Linked DNA regions of Macaca mulatta: region 1 is linked to region 2. Evidence: chromatin contacts called from public Hi-C data. All regions are on one chromosome and are shown on one strand. The core of a region is the stretch at or near the end of the contact, and the rest is flanking DNA. Distances in the headings are between cores, read along the strand shown. Region 1 holds the start of TOMM40 (translocase of outer mitochondrial membrane 40). Region 2 holds the start of NECTIN2 (nectin cell adhesion molecule 2).

The links. Hi-C and Micro-C count contacts between places; a contact is called where the count stands out from the background.
Region 1: a Hi-C map of liver shows a contact between it and region 2, with 2.2 times the contacts expected there. The contact joins the promoter of TOMM40 here to the promoter of NECTIN2 in region 2. A contact is called at or near these places in 3 of 14 Hi-C or Micro-C datasets (blood, cortical neurons and liver).

Annotation. Positions count from the first base shown.
Region 1 is chr19:57,395,091-57,400,907 of T2T-MMU8v2.0, reverse strand. TOMM40 (translocase of outer mitochondrial membrane 40) reads right to left here and starts at 3,563. Exons shown (of 10, transcript NM_001260795.1): 1 at 3,484-3,563; 2 at 3,108-3,387; 3 at 2,349-2,416; 4 at 1,886-1,978; 5 at 924-1,025; 6 at 739-844. The coding sequence starts at 3,381. LOC144337181 (a long non-coding RNA gene) reads left to right here and starts at 4,090. Exons shown (of 3, transcript XR_013409914.1): 1 at 4,090-4,187; 2 at 4,682-4,805. It also overlaps a transcript of NECTIN2 not described here.
Region 2 is chr19:57,350,094-57,355,986 of T2T-MMU8v2.0, reverse strand. NECTIN2 (nectin cell adhesion molecule 2) reads right to left here and starts at 3,632. Exons shown (of 6, transcript NM_001043593.1): 1 at 3,545-3,632. The coding sequence starts at 3,632. LOC144337180 (a long non-coding RNA gene) reads left to right here. Exons shown (of 4, transcript XR_013409913.1): 4 at 1-306.

The DNA of each region.
Region 1 (5,817 bases), core at 2,314-4,813, 45 kb before region 2:
CTGCCTCCTGGGTTTACGCCATTCTCCTGCCTCAGCCTCCCGAGTAGCTGGGACTACAGGCACCCGCCACCTCGCCTGGCTAGTTTTTTGTATTTTTAGTAGAGACGGGGTTTCACCGTGTTAGCCAGGATGGTCTTGATCTCCTGACCTCGTGATCCGCCCGTCTCGGCCTCCCAAAGTGCTGGGATTACAGGCTTGAGCCACCGTGCCTGGCCAAAAATTTTTTTAACAAGAAAATCTCAGTTAAGACTACGCTGACTGGCCGGGTGTGGTGGCTCACGCCTGTAATCCCAGCACTTTGGGAGGCTGAGGTGGGTGGATCCTGACTTGAGGTCAGGAGTTCAAGACCAGCCTGACCAATATGGTGAAATCCTGTCTCTACTAAAAATATAAAAATTAGCTAGGCGTGGTGGCACATGCCTGTAATCCTAGCTACTCGGGAGGCTGAGGCAGGAGAATTGCATGAACCCAGGAGATAGAGGTTGCAGTGAGCCAAGATCGTGCCACTGCAATCCAACCTGGGTGACAAAGCAAGACTCCATCTCAAAAAAAAAAAAAAAAAGACTGCGCTGGCTCTGAACTGTCTCACCCACTACAGTATATTGCCTGATGTTTCAAAATCACTCCTGCTCAACCACTTCTCCAATGGCAGAAAAGGAGGTTCACAGAAAGGGTGGATTTGCTGCGAAAGCCAGAACTGCAGTTTTGTGACCACTCTCCAAGCCCTCCGCCTCTTACCTGAACCCACGAGGACGTCTGGGTTCCCCAGGGTGACGGCTGCTGTGAAGTCAGAGCCCCGATACTCCCCGTCCACCTGCCAGTTCACAAACTTCGACTGCTGGGTCTGTGGGGAGGAGGGGGTGTGAGGGCTGCTCCTTGCTCATGGTGGCCGAGGGGAGCAGCAGCCTCCGTGCCCCACTCACCTGGATGGCCATCTTGGATCTGAGGCCGGGGCCCAGCTGGTGAATGACCTGAGCGTTGAGGCTGCCGCTGTTGTCCATGTCACCCACCAGTACAGGGAACGCCTGTGAGGCAGAGAGAAGGGCAGGGGTCAGAGGTTGCACACTGTGGAAGCAGGTGAGGTGGGCCAGGGTGAGAAGCCTGGGGTCAGAAAGCCTCAGATGGGGGTCCCCTCCTCCATGAAGTCCTCTCTGACCACCTAGGTTGAGTTAGGCTCCCCTACCTTTGGGTTCCCCCATGTCAGCCCTGCCCATCCTGGCTTGTTACTCTCTGGGAACAGGTCTGTCTTCTGCCCCACTGGTGAGTCCCATGGCTTTCAGTCATGTGTGCCAACACAGGGCTGGGCACAGAATATGTTGTGCAATGAAGGTTTGCAGAATAAACTCATTTACTGAAGGGAAACGATAGAAGCAGAGACCTCATTCAGTCCCCCACACCCTGTCCAGGCCTCCAGTTTTGGCCTTCCTAATAACTAGCCCCTACACGGCTGCCCCAGAAATGCTTCTAAAGAAAGATTTCTACAGCGGGAACCTGTGGACCACGTCTTTCCCTTGACCAAACCATGCCATGACTCTTCACAAGCCCCTAGAGAAAGTCCAAAGCCTAGTTTGGCATTCAAAGTTCTGCATGATCTACAGCTCAGCTCTTTCCACCCTGGGTCATCGCTGTCTAGCAAGAGAGAGGCTGTGGTCACACCCCCAGCATTGCTCAGCGTGGAGCCAGGCAGGCAGAGAGCAGGGGTTCGGCGGATGTTTGCTGGATGAAGGAATTACTCGTGTTCCACTACATCTCGGAGAGATGCAGTCCCCATCTCCAAGCTCTCGGCAGCTGTGACCTTTTCCTGATGATGCCAGTCTTAGCTTGGCATTTGGCCACAAATTTGTTATTCGAAAGATACAAAGAATGGATGAGAAAGGAAGCTCACCTCTGTGGGACTCAGCTGCTTTGTCCCCACATACGTGACCCCGAAGTGGTAGTTGGACTCCCCGATTGTGCTGAGGGCTACTGTGTGGTTCACCTGGGAGGAGAGCGAGGGCTGTGAGGATGCTGGACAGATGGGCTTGCCCAATGAAGAGGGCAACGAGAAGGTCTCTGGGCTGGGCAGGGGATGAAGACTGGGAGGCACAGCCTGACTAAGAGACTCAGAGAAAGGAGGTGCTGCCAACAGGCCCACATACCTGTTCCTTGACTCCAGCCTAGCTGCTATGGGAGACAGTACCTCTGGATTCTAGGTCCCCAAACTGAGTAGTCTGGCACTGTATCTCCGAGTCTTTTCAAGTATCAGGCAGCCCAGTTCTTGAGGGAGGAGTAAGGGGGCGAGTGTGCGGATGCAGGGAGGGGGATGGTGGGGACGATCTCTGGTGGGTAAGGACACCAGGAAGGCTCACCTGGAAATGGTTACTCAACCCTTTGTTGACTGTGAGCTTGACACCCTCCATCTGAATGGGAAACAGCTCTGGAGAAGAGAAACGCTGTCACACTCCACCCCAACCCCATACCAACTCTCATCTCTTCCTTCCCTGCTGTCCCCAGCTCTCTCCAGAGACCCATAGCAGAACATCTCACAAAGGCTTCCACCTGTAAAGAGGCAGTGCAGCCTAGTTAGACAGGGCCAGGGCCTTTGCCTGCTCAAATCTCACTGCCACCAAGCTGAGCAACTTTAGGTCAAACTCATCATCTCTAAGATGGGACCCTCACCATACAGAATTGGCCCAAGGATCTAATGAGTTAACATATAGTGAACACCAAAACAGAACTTCATAAACCTGTACCACTATTACTACTCTGATTGCTCCAGGCTGGGATCCGGAGGCTTTGGGTTCCACCCCCACGGAACCTTGCTGACACCGTGACCTTGGGCCTCAGTTGCGTTCCCGATAACAAGAGAAGTCTGGCTTGGCTGATCCCGGGGCTCCTGAGGTCCCTAAGGCTTTTCTCTACTGCTATGACATTCCACCCCGTTTCCACCATTTGATTCCATCATTCTAAGCCCCAAGTCCAACGTTCCACCATTCGATCCCAACGTCACCTCCTAGTGCTGTTGAATAATTCCAATGGTGCGCGCCAAATCCCAAAGTCCCCAGTGTCCTCCCCTTTCCCCCGAGATCCGGGCCATCGCAGCCCCGAGGGGGCCCGTCGCCCCTCACCCTTGCACTTCCGGTGGCACTCCTCGAATGTGCCCGGGTTGGGCAGGCAGCCGCAGGCCCCATCCTCGGCGGCCCCTGCGGCGCTGGCGGTTGCAGCCCCGGGGGTCCGTTCCGAACCTCGACTCGTACTGGTGCCGGCGCCCAGGCCGCCTCCCAGCGGTGGCAGCGTGAAGCCCGGCGGCGAGGGCGGAGGTGGCGGCAGCCCCACGAGGGCCGGCGCAGGCGGCGGTGGCGGCCCTGCGGGCGGCGAGCTGGCGGCCAACACATTCCCCATGGTCGCCTGCGAAGGGAGAGGTCAGAGGGCGGAGGTCAGGGCCCGTGCGCCCGAGACTCAGCCCCAGCAAATCCCCACCCGACTCCGGGCCCCGGTTCTCACTGGCGGCGGCGCCTGCTCCCGGCCTGGGCTCCGCTCCCACCCCGTGCGCCACGCGCAACCGAACCCGCTGCCGCCGCCGCCACCACCGTCTCCCCGCCCCGCCTAGCCCATTGGTTTAGTGTGCCCTGAGGCCCGCCCACCAGCGTCAAGACTCGGTCTTCCCATTGGACTTGTGAATAAAGTCCCGCCCACTTTTCCTAACTGTCCTTTTGTATTGGTTCTCACTCGCAGGCATGTCACGGCGCACCTCCCGCCCTTCTCATTGGCTCGCCGCGCTTACGCCTATTGGCTCGCGTCGCCGCGGGTTCCGGTGCTAGCCCGCCATTGGTGTGTGCTGCGCATTTTGCCACGCCCGCTGAGGCATCGCCCCGCCTATCACCTGGAGGAGGCCCTCTTTTGATTCCGCCCCGCGGCGAAGTTGCTGTGATAATTGGGCTGCTTTGACCCTTGCAGCATTTTGATTGGCTCCAATGTGTACGGGGGCCGACCTTGGTGGCGTATCAGCTTGGTACTCTCATTGGCTAACGTTCCAGGGTCGAAGGACAGGTAAAGGTGAGTTGCGCGGCAGAGGCGGCTAGGCAGCAAGGTCAGGCCTCGCGTCCCACCAGGCACCGCGGCAGCGGGGCACGCACCCCACCTCTGGTCCGGAGTAGCTGACCCAAAACCGGAAGTGCTGGCCCTTCCCAGAGTGCCTCGGGAGAATTGTAATCTGTTCTGAGAACCCTGCGCTGCTCCTCGTTACCCACAATGCCCTCATCACCTCTTAGACCCACCCCTTTCGTTACCCATCATGCCTCTTGTTCCTCGCGTCACTGCGGCTTCTATCTTTGGCCCATTCATTCCTCTCCCATTACCCATCGTGCCTCTGCCCCATTCATTTGAGCTTCATTGCCCGGACTACTTTTAGTTCCAGCAGCTTGCTCACTTTCGTCGTTCTTCCGGCCCTTCTCTAATTAGCCATCATGTTTTGGATCCATTAAGTCCTGTCCTTTACCTCCCTTGCCCCCGTCCCTATTTTTTCATTATTCATCACTCTGCCTCTGGCTCCTTCATTCAGGTTTATTACCCGTCATGCCTTGGGCTCCTATTACAACGTTATTCATGATTTTGCCTTTGATCTATTTTTGCTTGCCATTTATCCTTTAAACTTGAGCCTCTCATAGTTTCGATACTGCTTTTTTAATTTTTATTTTTTTAGACACAGGGTTGGACTCCGTCGCCCAGGCTGGAGTGCAGTGGCGCCATCATAGCTCACTGCAGCCTTGAACTTCTGGCCTCAGTCGATCCTCCCACCTCAGCCTCCAGAGTAGCTGAGACCACAGGTGCGTGCCATCACGCCCAGCTAACTTTTGTAGAGGCGGGGTCTCACTGTGTTTCCCAGACTGGTCTCTTAACTCCTGGACTCAATCGATCTTCCCGCCTCAGTCTCCCAAAGTGTGGAATTACAGGCATAAGCCACTGCACCTGGCCAATTGCTGTTTTTTATCTTTGTTCCATTCATCATACTGCTGTTGCAATTATTCATATTCAGTAAACAGCATGCCCTGGACCCCTCCCCATTCCATTACTCAACATTTTTTGATTGATAGGTTTTTGCTCATTACTCTCTCAATTCTTATTTTGTATCTTTGGTCACTTTTTGTCTTTAACTCTCTTAACGCCTAGTTCACTGATTATCTCAAGCTCTTAGCCTCCTTCATTCCCCTTCATGTCTCACCCCATCCCTTTCACATCCCACAGAAAACGCAAGTTCTGGTCAAAGTATAAATTCATATTTTGTAGGAAATGTAGTTTACAAAACAGTATCAATCGCTACCCCCAATCCAGGTGACCCACTTTCCCCTGAAGGGAGACGTTTAGGTCCTATTTCACTGGGCAAGGGTAAAATGATTCAGTAGTCTTCCAGGTTAACAGTAAATTCTTCTCCCAAGGCTGGGGGCGTCAAGGCACAGTCTGTATGAGGCTCACCCTGTCTGGTCCTAGGCTGGGCTGCTTGCTTGGTAGGTAGGAATTGGGGTGGGGATGGGGGCTCAGGGAAGGGTCTGGACCCTGAGACTTCTGCTTACAGGAGGGTGCTGGGAAAACTCTGCGTTGGGCTGGGGAATCCCCTCTCTCCCATCTTTGGGGAACAGGGTGGGGAGGGGGTAAGTGGGACCCTGCTGCCTGGAGGGCTCAGGTCTGAGCAGCAGGGAGCCCTCAGTGCCCACTCCAGCAGACCTATTGGGAATTTACTACCTGAAGACAAATTATAGGTCTAGGGTCTTCTTTGTGATTTGGGGGGAGTCGAGGCATTGGTGGGGGGTGAGAGGTATGATCTAAGGTCACAGTCTGGGA
Region 2 (5,893 bases), core at 2,383-4,882:
AAGATACCCCGTCCCCCTTAGTGACTCTCTTCCTCTTTCCTCTGTATGTCTGACATTTCTGGTCTCTTTCTCTGTCTGGGTCTCCCTATCTCTGGAACCTGGCTCTCTGCCTTGATTCCTGGGGCTCTCCTCTCCCAAGACTTCTGGTCTACGTCTCTAAGAGTGTCTGTTTCTGTCTCTGACCGTGGGGTCTCCCTGCCTCCGGGGTCTCCAGTGCCCTGTCTCCCCACACCTTCTCACAGCCTGGCCCATCTCGCTGGGCCCCCACTTCTCCTCCCCTTCCTGCTCCATTTGTCAGCATTGCTGGGACATTAAAAATGTAACAGCATCCCAGGCAGGGGCGGGGGAGCTGGCCCATGTGCCCAGCTCCTTGTCCCCAGCTCCCTGTCCCTCCTGTGTTCATCACTCCCTGTGGCCCCCACATATCGCTGGCCTTGAGGCCCCCTGTACACTGACCTCCCTGGGTCACGGCACCTCTGCTCTTCCACAGCTGGAGTCTTTGGGGCTCCCTGCCTGTCACCAAACCCCTTTCCTTTTGTTGTCCCTGCCTTCATCTGGTATCTATGTCTATCTCCCTTCCCCCACCCTCCTCTGTCCCAGTCCCATTCCAGTGTCTTTCCGCCTCATCCTGTGATGGTATTTCACCTCCCCTCCATCCTCCGGTTCCATTCCTAGATGTGTCTCTGACCCCATTCCTAAATCTGTGTCTGACCGCTTCCCTCTACTGGCCTCTGTCACCATCCTTGTAGCTCCAGCCTCTCTATATACCCACCCCCCCACTTCTCTGCCCAGTCCCCCTTCCCTAATGAGAGGAGACAGCCAGGCTGCTGTCCCTCTGCTCCCCTCCCCCTCCACTACATGGGGCTGCCTGGCGGACATGGACACATGGATGGGCAGGGAAGGAAGCTGGGGGAGGGGAGACGGCCCAGCTGGGGGCCCAGGTGGTGCACCCACATTCCTTGAGGAGGCCAAGCAGTGAAGGCAGTGCAGCTAGAGAGGTATACAGAGAAGGATGGAGAGGAGAGAGAGAGATGGAGGGGAAGAGAGAAAGAGCTTGGAGAGGGATGGAGAAAGAGAGGGTGAGAAACGAAGAGAGATGAAGAGGGGGAAAGAAAGTGAGGGAATAAGGAAAACAGCGAGGAGGAGGGGAGAGAGAGATTTGGAGTGAGCACGTGCCAGTCAGCCAGCCAGCAGACCACAGAGGCGAAGGATGGGGGGGGTGGTCAGGAAAAGGGTCGATAGCTCCTTCCCCAGGTGCTAAGAGCTTTCACAGGGAATCAGTGGGGCCTTGGAGCCTTCCGGATGGTCCGCAGGGAACGGATTGTTATCTCAGTTTTTTTTACCAGGGAGGAAATGGAAACTCAGAGGCACTTCCTGGAGCCCACCCAGTGAGGGGCTCTGAAGAACCGGAGCCCGGCTTCCCCGGGACCTGCTGTGAGACCTTGAGAAGCCAGCTTGCCTTTGCTGAGCCTGTTTCCTCATCTGTAAGATGGAAACAGAAACAGGACCTGTCTCCCAGGGCAAGCTGGAGCCTTCCGTGAGATCATGCACCAAGCCAACAGTAGGTTCAGGGTCTGGTGGGTTCGGAGAATTCACCCAGAGGTGCCAGTTCTGATCTTACCTCTCTATTTCTGCCTGAAGGGAGAGGCAAGGGATTGACGGGGAGTCCCCAGCTCTAGGTCAAAGCTGGGAGGCCAGTGAGAGCCATCCTGGGGCAAATGAGGCCAGAGAGGTGGCCGGGGTTCCCCCAAGATCCCCCTGAGCTCTTTTTTTTTTTTTTTTTTTTTTTGAGACGGAGTCTCGCTCTGTCGCCCAGGCTGGAGTGCAGTGGCCGGATCTCAGCTCACTGCAAGCTCCGCCTCCCGGGTTCACACCATTCTCCTGCCTCAGCCTCCCGAGTAGCTGGGACTACAGGCGCCCGCCACCTCGCCCGGCTAGTTTTTTGTATTTCTTAATAGAGACGGGGTTTCACCGTGTTAGCCAGGATGGTTTCGATCTCCTGACCTCGTGATCCGCCCGTCTCGGCCTCCCAAAGTGCTGGGATTACAGGCTTGAGCCACCGCGCCCGGCCCCCCCTGAGCTCTTTTCTGCGCAAACCCTCGGGAAAGTCTAGCATCCCAGAGTTTGTCGCTGGGAATACACAGCCGGGTCACCTGCAAGGGGCGGGGCCAGTGCCTCTTTCAAGGGTTCCCTCCCAGCCCCTCCCTCCCCAGGGGGGCCGCTCTCCTCCCCTAATGGGGTGGATGGAAGGACGCCAGGGGGTCCAAGGCATCCCAGTGGGAGGGACGGGGGGGGGGGGCGGGGGGGGAATAAGGGCGGCGGCTCCACTCGTCCACCTCCTGCTACGGCTCTGAGGACAAAGGCGCCACCAGAAGATAAATAAGGTCCCGAAACCGGGAGTCCGGAACACGGAGCCAGGAGCGCCCGCCCCGCCCCTCCCTGGCTCGGCGAGAGTGAAACCAGGAAAACTTCCCCGGCGACGTCTCCGTCGCCCCCGACCATTCACAGGGAAAGGGAGGGGGCTCGCAGCCTCTGGGACTCGGGGCCTCCCGTTCTATCCGGGACTCAGGCGACTGAGACTCCAGCCTCAAGACAGAGCCTTCGACCCTTGATCATATCTGGAGCCCAAGAGACGGGAACCGCAGCTCGCACTTCTATTTGGATCTCAGAAGACGTTCCTCTGCCCACAATTAAGTCTGAAGCTCACGATATCGAGTCTCCTGTCCCCCCAGTTCTGCCGGGAACCCAGAAAACGAAGCCCCCTGCCCACAATTAAATCCAGAATCTACAAGTTTGATCCTCTCTCGCCCCCAGTTTTACCTATATCCCAGTTAGACGTAGCGCCTAGCCTCCATTCTACCAGGGACCCAGAAGACGGAGCCCCTGGCCCCTGATTTTTCTGGAGTCCACGGAGTCAGAGCCCCCAACTCCCTGAGGTTTGGGGTTGGAGCTCCGAGCTCAGGCCCTTCCCACTAAGTCGCTAGAACTCTTATCCTTCGCCCTCCAAGGGACCCGAATCAGGTCCCCTTGTCCTCAGTTCTCTCCGGGCCTCAGACGCCCAAGCCGAGAAGAAGGAAAAATGGGGGAGGGGGTGGTCTCGCCTCTTCCTCCAGACCCTACTGCGGGAGGTGGGGGGAACATTCCCCACATTCCTGAGACGGGTAGAGGAGATAGAGACCCAGATCCGGGGTGAACTGCTCGGCGCGGGGTGGGGAGGGGGCGCCAGGCCTTCCTCGGATTTAACTCTTTCGGCGCGGGAATCCGAGAAAGGGGGAGGGGGACAGACAAGCCGGCGTAGGATGGGCAGTTGGATTAAGAAGGATGGGGGTGGTGGTGAGAGAGATGCAGAGAGGAGGGGTCAGAGTCTCCTCGAGAGAATCGGACATGTAGGGGGTCGGAGTCGGGGGGGCCAGCCAGGAAGGGGACACGGGAGAGGGGGCTCGGGGAGCCGGGGGTGGGCGGGGAAGGTGCTCGGCTTCCCCAATTCGGAAGGTAAGGGAGGAGGGGGTCCGCGCGGGGGCAGGGGGCCGTCCGCTCGTCTCACCGGTTTTCCGGAGCAGCAGCAGCAGCAGCGGCCACAGCAGCGGCGTCGGCGGCGATCTCGACGGCAGGAGGGCAACGGCCCGGGCCATGGAGGGCCCGGGAGGGGACTGGGCCCGGGCGGAGGCCCGCGGGCCACTCTGTGGGGGCCGATAGGCTGGGCGGGCGAGTAGGTGCCTGTGGGGCTCCGGCTCCGGCTCCGGGCCGGTTCCCGCCGCGCTCTAGCCTCCCTGTTCTGCTCTCCCGGCCCAGCTCTCCCGCCCGGCTCGGCACCCCCGGCCCCTCGCTCAGCTCCGGCGGTTCGAACCCGCTGACGTCACAGGATCTACCCGCTGCTCCCCCGAGCCGAGTCGACCCCGGCTCCGGCCCCGCCCCCTCCTGGCGTTCTGACCCGCCCCCTGGATTCCACGCCTGTTCCTCCACGGGATTCCATTCTCGCTCCTCCCCAGGATTCTAAGGTCGCCCCTGCCACAGAATTCTGTCTCTGTCTGCTCCCAGCGATAAGCCACGCCCCCTAAGGTCTAGCCACGCCCCCTCTGCTCCGGAGTAGGTCCCGCGCCCCGCCCCCTGCCCCCAGCCTGCAGGCCGCCTCACCAAGGTCTTGCCACGCCCCCTTAGGACCTTCCAGCCGACTCCGCCCCCGCGAAGCCCCGCCCCCACCAGCCCCGCCCCTCGCCCTAGCCTTAGTTCGCCCGGTCTCTTAGCTCAGTCCGTCCTGGCCTCAGTTCTGCCCACAGTTCGAATCTTGCCCTTTCTTGCCTGCCCGGGTCCTCTCACCACAGTTGCCTGACGCACGTGGGGCCTTACGGTCCTGACCCCACCACGTCCTGGTTGTGCGACCTCCCCGCAGGTCGCGCCCATCGCTCTGAGCCTGTCTCCCGTACCCTCGTGCGTTTCTAATCTTTGCCCTGGACTCTAGGTGTCGCTGCACTCGTTTCTTTCTGGATTTCTCTGTCTCTCTTAGGTGTCTTTGTGTCTCTCCCTCTCTTTGGGTCTTCCTCTCTGTCCCCTTATTTTTGCCTCTCTGGGTCTTTCGGTCCTCATGCTTCGGTATCGCTCTCTTTCTGGTCTTCCTTTATCGGTCACTCTTTCTTTCTTTTCTTTCCTTCCTTCTTTCTTTCTTTCTCTTCCTTTTTTTAAATAAAAGAGACGGGGCGGGGGACAGCGGGTGGGTCTCACTGTGTTGCTGAGGCTGGCCTCAAGCGATCCTCCCGTCTCGGTCTCCCAAGATGCTGGGATTACAGGCATGAGCCACCGCACCGGCCTGTCTGTCATTGTTTCTGGGTCACTTGGTCCCTATGTCTCTTTCCGTCCTTTGACTGTCTCTGTGCCTCTCTGTCTCTTGTGTTTCTCTCTCCGTCTCTATCTCTGCGCCTCTCTATCTCTGTGCTTCTCTGTCTCTGTCTGTGTGTCTCTCTCTGTCTCTATCTGTGTCTCTCTGTCCCTGTTTCTGTCTCTGTGTCTCCCTCTCGGCGTCTCTTATCTCTGCGTGCGAGTCTCTCTCGCTATCTCTCCGTCCCTGCTCTGTTCTCTGCGTCCTTCCCTCCTTACCTCCCTGCGCGCCCTGGTCCTCCCCTCCCACACCTGCTCCGTACCGCCTTCTCACCGCAGCCACCCGCCAGGGGGCAGCAGAGACCGGCCCCCGCGCTGCGGTGGCCCGGCCGAGCTGGGTGGGGCTGGGCTCCAGTCAGGCCTTCGGACCTGGTCCCTCCCCGCGTCCTTGTCCCACTTCCCCTATCTCCCCAGCCTCCTCGCGTCTTTGTGTCTCTCGCTCAGACTCGGGCCCTTTGTCTCTCCCCGGCGGCTCGCCCTCCTCCCTGCCCCCACCTACCTCTTCGCATTCTTTGGGCTGCCCAGGGGGAGCTGCTGAGGCCGCGCCGCGGGGCGGGGTGAGGGCGGGAAGCGGGAGGCCTGGGGGAGGGGGTGCCACTGAGCTCCAGCCTGGGCCCAAGTTCCTTCCAGGCCAGTAGGCGCCGAGCTGCTCAGCTGGAGGCAGGTGCTTCGGGGCTTCTTGCCCTAGCAAGAGGACCACCTGGGCTCGCCCTCCCTTCTACCTGCCACACCTGGGCTTTCCTACCCAGAAGGACTAGGTTTCAAGTATCAGAGGCTGTTATCTCTCCGCGTTCAAGTCTTAGTTATGATACTATTTATTTATTTATTTATTTATTTATTTATTTATTTGAGACGGAGTCTCGCTTTGTCGCCCAGGCTGGAGGGCAGTGGTGCGATCTCGGCTCACTGCAACCTTCGCCTCCTGGGTTCAAGCGATTCTCCCACCTCAGCCTCCTCCTGAGCAGCTGAGATTACAGGCGCGCGCCACCACGCCCGGCTAATTTTTGTATTTTTAGTAGAG